2 separate regions of the Oryctolagus cuniculus genome follow, and region 1 is linked to region 2. A link is a contact called in public Hi-C data. All regions are on one chromosome and are shown on one strand. The core of a region is the stretch at or near the end of the contact, and the rest is flanking DNA. Distances in the headings are between cores, read along the strand shown.

Region 1 (4,385 bases), core at 1,225-3,724, 180 kb before region 2:
TGGAGTTCCAGGATCCTGGTTTCAGTCCAGTCAAGCCCTGGCTGTCGTCTGGGGAGTGAACCAGCCGATGGAAGATACAGCGAAGCACATGTGGGATTGATAGCCAAGGAGCAGAGCTGGGTTCAGGGAGTGGGAAATCACTCTGAGGAGACACGCAGGGCAGGGGAAGCCGGGTTTAGCTGACCTACAGGACGGCAGACACTGAAGAAGCTGACCTGAGGTGGAGGGTGATCAGATACCAAGGGGGAGGGAGTCTCGCTAAGCGGACTCGGCAGGGCTCTTTGCTAAGCTAGATTCTACAAGGAGTGCACAGATGGGCTGAGGAGTGGCTTTGGAAGCCTGACTCAAGTGTGGCCCAGCTAAGTCTGAGTCACCACTCTCGTTTCTCAAATGTGACATTGGCCAGCAGGACTTTCCTGAAGGGCAGGGGAGGACCAGGAAGGGGCGCATCTCCAAGCTGTCGCGCTGTGATCCGAAGCCCAAGCTCCTCATATCTGGGTTAGGGGGCGCTTCAGCGCCGTGAGCTTCCACCGGCCGGGCGTGCGCTCCCACCCACTGCGGTTTTGGCGCAGTACATAGCAGGAGTGTGATTTAAAAGTATCATTGATTTAATTTTCACTTGAAAAGTGTGATTGATTTCATTTTTAGTCCGGCTCTCGAGCTTACAATTCCCAATCGCCTTAGAAGAAGAGAGTCTAGGTTTTTGGTGTTTAGCTAAAGAGAACTGAGGTTTAAAATGGTTGGAAAAACAAATACAGACCCGATCAAGAGACAAACCACCAGATTTCAGCGATAGAAGGTTTTCGAGAGAGACTTTGGGCCACTGGATCAAGTCCTACATGGGGTTCGTTCTCCTTGGACTTTCTAAATAACACAGATCGGTACATTACCCCCCTCCCCTTGTCCCGGTTTTCTCCCTTTAGCCTGCTTGGCTGCGTTTTCTGTCATTGGCAATAGCAGGAATCCTGACAGATGCTCCCCAGGGGACTTTGCGACTGTTGGTAAGGCCACCGTCTTCCCTCCACTGTCCAAGTGCCAGGGAACGAGGTTCTCTTCGGGTTTGGGTGTTTTCCCTTGTCAGTTCTTTCCGGGAGAGAGGCTGGCTGGGGAGCGGGTCTGACAGAATCCATCCTGCCTGCGGGGCGTGGTGTCAAGATGTGCGCTGGGGAAGCAGCCCACGCTCGCTCTGTTTTGCTGAAACACTTGCTTGTTTGTGTGTGATTCTCACTTAAATGAGCTCGAATGTGGTTGCTACATGGCGGAATGATGTCAGTCAAGTGTGGGAGTTGCGCTGGTTCATCTGTGAGGCTCCCGGGCTGCCCACGTCTTGGACCAGCAAGTGTCAGAAGGTGGAGCCCAAGTGCAATGCATGACCCCCACTGAATGCAGGGAGCTGCCCAGGGAGGCTGTGAGGTCCCGGCTCTCACGGCTCCTGTGTCCTGCCTCAGGGCAGCTGTACTCCATCCCAGCAGTGCTCCTTCCTCGATTCTCCGTGCTCCCATGCAGTCTTTCCTCATCCATATGCCTCAAAGACTACAGCTTCTCTCCCATTGCCTTCCGCCCAGAGACCTTATCTTCCTTTCTTTTCTTTTTTGAGGCAAAAGTCTTTATTTTCTGCAGAATTTCTTTCTTAGGAAATGAGCATTCTTTTTAAAATTGCTGGTGTTTTTGTCAAGATTGCTACTGCCTTTGATAGGCTCTGGTTGCAAGGTTGTTTGTTCTGAATGGTCTGTCTCAGTCCTATTTTCCCCATAAGTCTTAATTATTTTTAGCTTGCAATTTTGCAGAAACTGTGCTTCTCTGCTCCCCCAGGAACACATACATCTCATTATTGCTGAAGCACCTGCAATTTTTTTTTTAAAAAAAGAGCAGAATAATAGCCATAGATATGCTGACCTTGGAGTATGTTGCTTCAGTTCACATCCACTCCTTTGCTTTTATACAGAATCAAAGTTCAACCTGCCTTACATTTCTCTGGTCTGAGACGCCACTTATATTTTAATATAATGAACTTGTACCTGATTCCTAGGCCCTCATAGATTGAACGCAGGAACCTGTACAGACCCCTGAATCAGATGTTCAACCCGGTAGACCTAGCACATGCTCTGCCCCTCAGGATCCAGGAGGAATCTCCAAGCAAAACCATATACTCCAACAATGCAGCGTAAGCAGATGCTACACACCGTAAAGGATGCAGGCAGCTGGAAAATTGTGCTACAAAAATAAACACCCGGTTTCTGCAAATTGGGCAACTCTCATTAGCCTTAGGAAGCTCGTTTTCATGGTTAAGTTGTTAAGTGACTGATTAAAAGCACAAGACCATTTAGGCACCTGCTTATTCGTTAATTTTCTTTTTATTTTGAACTTGGGCCAGCAGATGGCGCTCTTGAATGCAATTTGGCAGAGGATCCCTCAGCATCAGGGCTACAAGAACAAATTCAGCACCTGCAGGTTCTTTCTTACACTGTGAAAATGACTTGGAATTTCTGAGGGGGAGAGGAATGCAATTTTAAAACCAGCTAGAAGCTGAGTGTCTAAGAACATAACACCACCTGTCATTTTTTCATTTAAAAATCCAATTAATGCTGATTAGCAGTGGGGGCAGGTGCAGGCACAACGTGGTACAGTTAAACCAGGAAGTAATAATATGTTGAAGCAAAAAAAGCATTTGAAGAGGAACTGGTTTAGTTTTAGAGCTTACCCTATTAGAATGAAGACAAGTTGGTACTCTAGAGTGTGGTAGCCTGGATTCGATCTTTTCTGTTTTTAATCTGTGTATTTATTTATTTATTTGAGAGAGAGAGTGAGAGAGAGATCTCCCATCTGCTGTTCTACTCCCCAAATGCCACAGCATCCAGAAGTGGACCAGGCTGAAGCCAGGAACCAGCAGCTCCACCTAGGTCTCCGATGTGAGAAACAGGAACCCAAGGTTTTGAGCTATCACCTCCTACCTTAGGATTGCTGGCATCAGCCAGGACTCAGATCCAGGGATACTGATAGGGGATGTGGGTGTCTCAAGCCAAACACAGGCCCTGAGGAGATCTTGAAGACAAATGCTATGTAGACTGGCTTACACCCTCCAGGCAAGCTTTTGCATGTTATTAAAACCCCTTACAGCCATTATGCCCAGAATTGAGCAATAGGGAAGAGTTTTTGGAACCAAAGAATATATTCATCTTCAAATCCTGCTTTTCAGGCAGCTTCCACCAATATTTGAAGAGCTAGTTCTTGACTATGGTAGTTCAAGGCCTGAATCTCACACTAGGCTGGGGGCAAGGGAAGAGTGAGCTCAAACAGAATCCTAACAGAGCCTTGTGGACAGCTGGCTCGCCTGCTAGGGCTGACGTCTGTAGGAAGTGCTCTGAATGTGTTTTCTCGTTTAATCCATGCAGCAACATCAGGGGGCTTCTCTCATTCTCCTCTTCTACAGACAGGGAAACAGAGGCTACATCACTCGCTCAATGTTGTAAATTATCCAGCTGGCTCCAGAACCCTCCCTGTTAAATATTCTGCTGTTCCTCCCCACCCTCACCTCCAACTGCTCCCTGCTCTTCACTTAAAGCCTTCTCACAGCGCCTGGGTTGAGGCCAAATCACTTAGCCAGGCACTCACGATCTTTAAGAATCCGTGTCAAACAAGAGCAGATGAGAGATACAGCAGCGATATTATCTAAGGCAGTGACCGCCCGATCACCACCACTGAAATTGTTCTGGGGGCATGCACTCACATATGGGAATATTCATTCATAAATTATTTACAGGCTGTATTGTTAATCCACACAGTACATTAAATATTATTAGGTCTTAATTCATTTCTAATTTTAAACACACTCTCAATAACGTCTGGGGGTTCCTTCTTGCATCCCAGCGCCAGGTCTTGCCCAGCCCTTGCTGTGCACACATCCTGTGCACGCTTTGGAAACCAGCCTACAATAAGGGCAGCCCAATCTGGCTCTCTGCTCAGGGGGACAAAAATTCTCTCTTGTCAACATTCTGGAGAGCTCTGAGTGTCACGGGGGCCTGCACACTCGTGCTGAGCAGCCATGGGGAAGGGCGGCGATCATAATTAGAAGTGTGTAAGCCTGGAAACAGAACCAAGGCAAATTCAGAGACTGAGTGAGGCCCGAGCCAGGAGGCCCAGGATATGCAAAGTCCATTGGCCAAGGTATTAGTTCCCATAAACAGTGTGGCAGATGGTGCGGCAGCCTGCGAGAGCTGCCTGCGAGAGCTTACACAACAGAAACTCATTGTCTCACAGTTCTGGAGGCTGAAAGACCAATAACAAGGTGTCCCAAATGTTGGTTCCTTCTGAGGGCTGTGAGGAAGCACTGTTCATCCCTCTTCTAGCATCTGGAAGGTTGCAGGAAGCCACTGGCATCCCTCGGC
Region 2 (4,952 bases), core at 2,136-4,635:
TATGCATGGTAAAAAAAAAAAAAAAAAAAAAAAGAGCGAGAGAGAGAGAGGAGTCTGATTGCTAGGAACTGCCATGAGTTTGAAAGAAACTGCCAAGAAGATTAACCTACTTTTCTTTAATGGAAATGTTACTAGGCTAGTAGGAGAAGGAAATGTGGTAGATACAGTAAATGCATTTATCAATCAGCAGGGCATTTAACAGTCACTTGTGATGTTCTTTTGGAGAAGATGGAGAAATGTGGAGAAGTTGACAGTACACTAAGGTGGAGTTCCAGCTGGCTGAAAGACTGTCCAAAGGTGGCTGATGAATAGATAAGGTCAGCTACACAAGCAGTAGCCATTATTACCTCATTGTTACATTGTGTTGTTCCAATCAATATCAGACTTAAGAACTGTAACAGTATTTGCAACTGATGGAAGAGTCAGCACTTAGCCCACCCTTCGTCCTCTGCAGTGTCTGACATGAGGACCCAGCAGACCTTACAGACTTGAAACTGATGTGAATCAATGACAGATTCAGAATCCAGGATTATCTAGGTGGGCTGGAATGGGGGACCATAATAATATCAATCATCATCTATCAAGCACCTATTACATGCCAAATTTTTGCTAAATGCTTTTCATACATACTTTCTTGTCTTCTAATCTTGAAGTGTAGGCCTTCTGATCATCCTCATTTTATAGATTGCAAAAGCAAGACTCCAAGAGGTTAAGTCACTTCCCTAACACTGCAAGGATGAAAGTGAAAGAGCTCAGTCCCGCCCAGGTCTGTCTATCATCAAGATCTGCTGTTTCTCCCATGCCTGTTGTCTGGTTTTCTGTGCTAGCGAGTGTAAAATCCTATATTTTAGAAGCAAGCAGAACATGGGAAGAAATAGACGGGGGCAGGCAGCAAGTAAGGGAAGGATTTGGACATTCTGATTGGCTGGAAGGTTGGCGTGGATGCCATCAATTAACTCTGAAATGCATCCAGCAAATAAAGACTAAGGGACCAATAGAGGGATGGACAGGTGGATTTGTGATAAAGCAAGTATGTAGTAAAATGTTCATTGGAGAATCTTGGTAGTAGGTAGATGAGTGTTAATAGTAAGTTTTTCAGCTTTTCTGCATGTTTGAAACTTTTTAATAAAATGGCAGGGTGTTGAGAATCAAAGTAAAGTGAGCTGCTGTGGCAGTATTTAGAAGGGGAAAATTGAGCCTCTTCCTTGCTGGGCTAGTGCAGCGGTGACTTTGATCCGTCCTCTGCTCTGGGTGCTGGCCCTTTTCAGGGTTGATGACAAGCTGCTGCATGGCCCTCAGAGAGAGACAGAGGCTGAGGGATCCAGAAACCATGTCTGACCTGGAATGAGGAGAAGCAGTGCCGTGTGGCAATTCTCTGGAAATAGGTGAGGAACTGTGTGCCGGGTCTCTGTTGCTGCATAGCACATTTTGCCAAAACTTAGTGGCTTAAAATAATCACTATTTACTCTCTTTGCTATATCTCCTCTCGGTTTCTGCAGGTCAGGAATTCAGAGGTCGTTGGACTGGGAGGCTCTAGCTCTCATGGCTGCTGGCGCAGTGCAGGGGCGGCAGGCGTGTCTGCCCTGGAGGATTCACTTCCAAGATGTTACCTGGGTCTCTCCCCAGGGCTGCACTGAGTGACCTCAGGCCATGGCAGCTGGGATTGGCAGGGCAAAGCCATCTAAGAGGGTCTGGAGGAAGTTACAGGGCTTGGCAGACTTTGTCTCTGCATTTTCTGTATTATTCCAGTCATTAGAAGGAAGCAAGTTCCTGAGTGTGGGGCAAGTTCCTGAGCACGAGGGGAGAATTAGGCTCTACCTCTTGAAGGGGAGAGTTACAGAGTTTGTGGACGTATTTTCAAATCACAACAGGCTGCTCTTTGTAAGACAGTTAGGCTTGTTATGTAAGGACCCTACAGAGGGAGAGGTAAAAAAAAAAAATCTGGGTAGCAATTAGAGTTATCTGAAAGAAAGAGAAGGATTGGGTGAGCGTCCTCTCACTTAAAGGATCCAAAAGGAATGTGGACAATTAACGAGACATGTGACACTCAGTCCTGCAGTCTGCTAACAGCTGGTGGGCATTTACCACAGGCTCTGCAGTGCAAGGAGCTGAAGATGGGGCAATGAACAAGACAGCGCATGCTTCCCTGGGGCTTCCACTGTCTCGAGGAAGGGAGACAATAAAGGAGCAGACAAGCCCATAAAATAATTACCGATTGTGATGAACCCTAGGAAGGTAATTTAAAAAATAGGCTACCGAAATCACAACCAAGTGAGGGGAGCTATGCTGGTTTTATAAAAGGACGCACAAGGGGCTAAAGGCTGGCACCAGATGATTCTTTACATTTCTTCAGTTCACCTCTGCATTCCTCAGCAGACACTCAGCATCTGCTCCATGCCAGGCACTGTCAAAGGCACAAGGGACTCAAACCATTGCAGCGTTTAAGGACTCTGGGTCTCCTGTGAGACAGCACAATGCCTTCATGGATGGTGATCTCATGTGGTAAATGCCTCAAGGTTGTGCACAAAGCGGCTGACGCTGGCGGGAGTGACATCCCCGCCCGGGGCAGAGAGCAGAGCCATCGCGGAAGCGCCACGTGAGCTGTATTTTCAAGGATAAGGAAGGGGACTGCCGATCTGCATGAGAATCTTTCTCAAAGGTCGGCATCTGAGATGCCAGGTCCTGTTAAGGAGAAGGTGGGAACAGAGACAAAAGTGAAATGTAAGTTTAATGAGTTAATGGAGCCTGCTGAATGAATGCACTCCAAAGTCTGGCTCCTGTGCCGTGACATTAAAACGCACTGGGCCGAGAACGAAAGTGCATTTCACATTTAAAGCTTCTTGAGAGGAGTCCAACGCCGCAGGCTCCTTGCAGCTCTGCCCCTGCCCCAACACCTTGCCCAGGATTCCGCTGCTGCAGCCCAGGTGGCTCCCACCACTCCACCGCTGTTGCACAGCCCCCCAGTCCTGGCTACTTGCGGTGCCTTTCCCCCTCCTTAGGCCAGATCCTACCCATCCGTCATGGCCCACGGAGCCCTTGGACAACTCTAGCCCATGAGGATTTCTCACTCTGGGACATGGTGGGGGAGCCCAGAGCCCATCTGTCTTCGTCCTTCATCGGCACCAAAGCGTCTCTTGTAGATCTAGATTACTGCCTCTCAAACAGGTGGTGACTTTGGGCAAGCAAGTCGCCTAGGTGGTCTATGCCTCCCTCCGTGTACTCATCTGCAAAGTGGGGGTAGCAGAAGCATCCAGCTAGCTCGTGGGTGGTTGTGAGGATGAGAGAACCCAGTAGGTGTGACGCATTTAGACCACAGCCTGGCCCGAGGTAGGCACAATATGAGCTGTCAGCTGTGATAATTGCAAACCCTTTGTGGGAAAATGGACAGCTTCCTGCCCTTCAGGGGCCCTGGAAAGGACTCGGCACACTCAGCGTCGGCATGATCTGATGAATGGAGACACGTTTTCCTCTGACTCCCTCTGAAACCTGCTCACACCCATAGGTTTGGTTCCAGCTTTCTACGAAAAATTAGGTCGGGGGCTGAATTGTGTTCCAGATCTTCTCTTCGGGCTGTGTATTTGAAGTCCCAGTTGGAAGTCAGCTTATTTCAAGCCGCACTTCATGGGTGAACCTGACACTTCAGTAGCTGTGTGTTCCAGCCCAAGAGAGGGGTTGAACCTGGGGCACATGAGGGCACAGGGCACTTCGCTAGGGCCATAGGACGGAGCACACTTCCCCCCACTGTTGCTCTGCTACTCTGCCATATTCCTTTGTGCACTAAATACACATTCTTCTTCCTCACTTCCGGTCCTCCTTTCCTCTTCCCCCTTCCCTTCCTCAAGGCGTCAGGAGGGGCATGGGTCCATTTCCCCTTCCACTGCCCTCCCTCACTGCTTCCCTCCAGGTCCAGCCTGAAGCACAAGCACAGAAGCTGGGCCACCAAGCCTCAAAGCTCCCCCTCCCCCACCACAGGCAACTTCCCACTCCCTGACCCCACTGTGAACGCCCACGTGCCGCCTGGTGAGGCCAGCAGCTCACTCAAATGATTCTACCTCTATTAGCATGCTAGCAAGGGGGCAACTCATCAAATTCATCTGTTGGTCTGGAAATCAGAGCACAGAGCTGAGAAGAGGCCACATAGGACAGCTCTGTTTTGAGAGTATCTTAAAGTGAGGGTTGGGGCACCGCGCCTTGCCTGCTGCCTCCTGAGCTGGGAACCCGTTACCTTTGACTGCCCTCTAGGCATGCCCTCCTTGAAACACTCCTCGATTGTGGCATATCCACGACTGAATATATATCATCTCACACCCCCATTTCCACCTGCCGGGCGGCTGCTCTTCCTCAATTCATCAGCTCAGATAACTACCCCACCATGGAGCACCCCGTGGCCCAGGTAAGAATGTGCAGAGCCATGCCTGACTTGCTCCTCCTCTCCTGCACGGTGCCACGCACCGCATCCTCTTCACCTGCCTCCAAAACACTCCTCCCATCGAGCCCTCCTTCTCTGGCGTCAGCCCGTGTATGGCTCTGCTCTGGACCATTGTACATGCTTCCCATCATGCGCCCCTGCCCCAGACTCCCACAAGACCATAGCCCATCTTCATACAGGGCCACTGAAAAGACCATCCTATTACCCAGGACACATCCTGCCTCTCCACACCTCAGTACCTTGGCACTCGCTGTTTCCCTGCCTATACAACCCAGTCCTCTTGTCCAGTGACCAAGGTCTCATTTGTCTTTCTAGAAGGTGTTGAGTACATTTTCTTTTCTAAAAAAAAATTTAATTTATTTGAAAGGCAGGTTACAGAGAGAGAGAGAGAGAGAGATTCCGTCTGCTGGTTCACTCCCCAAATTGCTGCCCAGGGCTGGGCCACGCCAAAGCCAGGAGCTTCACCAAAGTCTCCCATGAAGGTGGCAGGAACTCAGATATTTGGGCTGGTATCAGGGAGCTG

What was found. Hi-C and Micro-C count contacts between places; a contact is called where the count stands out from the background.
Region 1: a contact with region 2 is called in a Hi-C map of an unstated tissue, with 3 times the contacts expected there. The contact joins two enhancer-like sites. A contact is called at or near these places in 2 of 6 Hi-C or Micro-C datasets (skin fibroblasts and an unstated tissue).

What each region holds. Positions count from the first base shown.
Region 1 is chr1:52,482,765-52,487,149 of mOryCun1.1, reverse strand. No RefSeq gene overlaps it. Among named protein-coding and RNA genes, the nearest start is that of PTH, 97 kb to the left of the region's middle. Within about 2 kb of position 2,474, at least 1 of the 8 cell types and tissues checked has an H3K27ac peak or open chromatin away from gene starts, as enhancers often do.
Region 2 is chr1:52,298,429-52,303,380 of mOryCun1.1, reverse strand. No RefSeq gene overlaps it. Among named protein-coding and RNA genes, the nearest start is that of SPON1, 9.0 kb to the right of the region's middle. Within about 2 kb of position 3,385, at least 1 of the 8 cell types and tissues checked has an H3K27ac peak or open chromatin away from gene starts, as enhancers often do.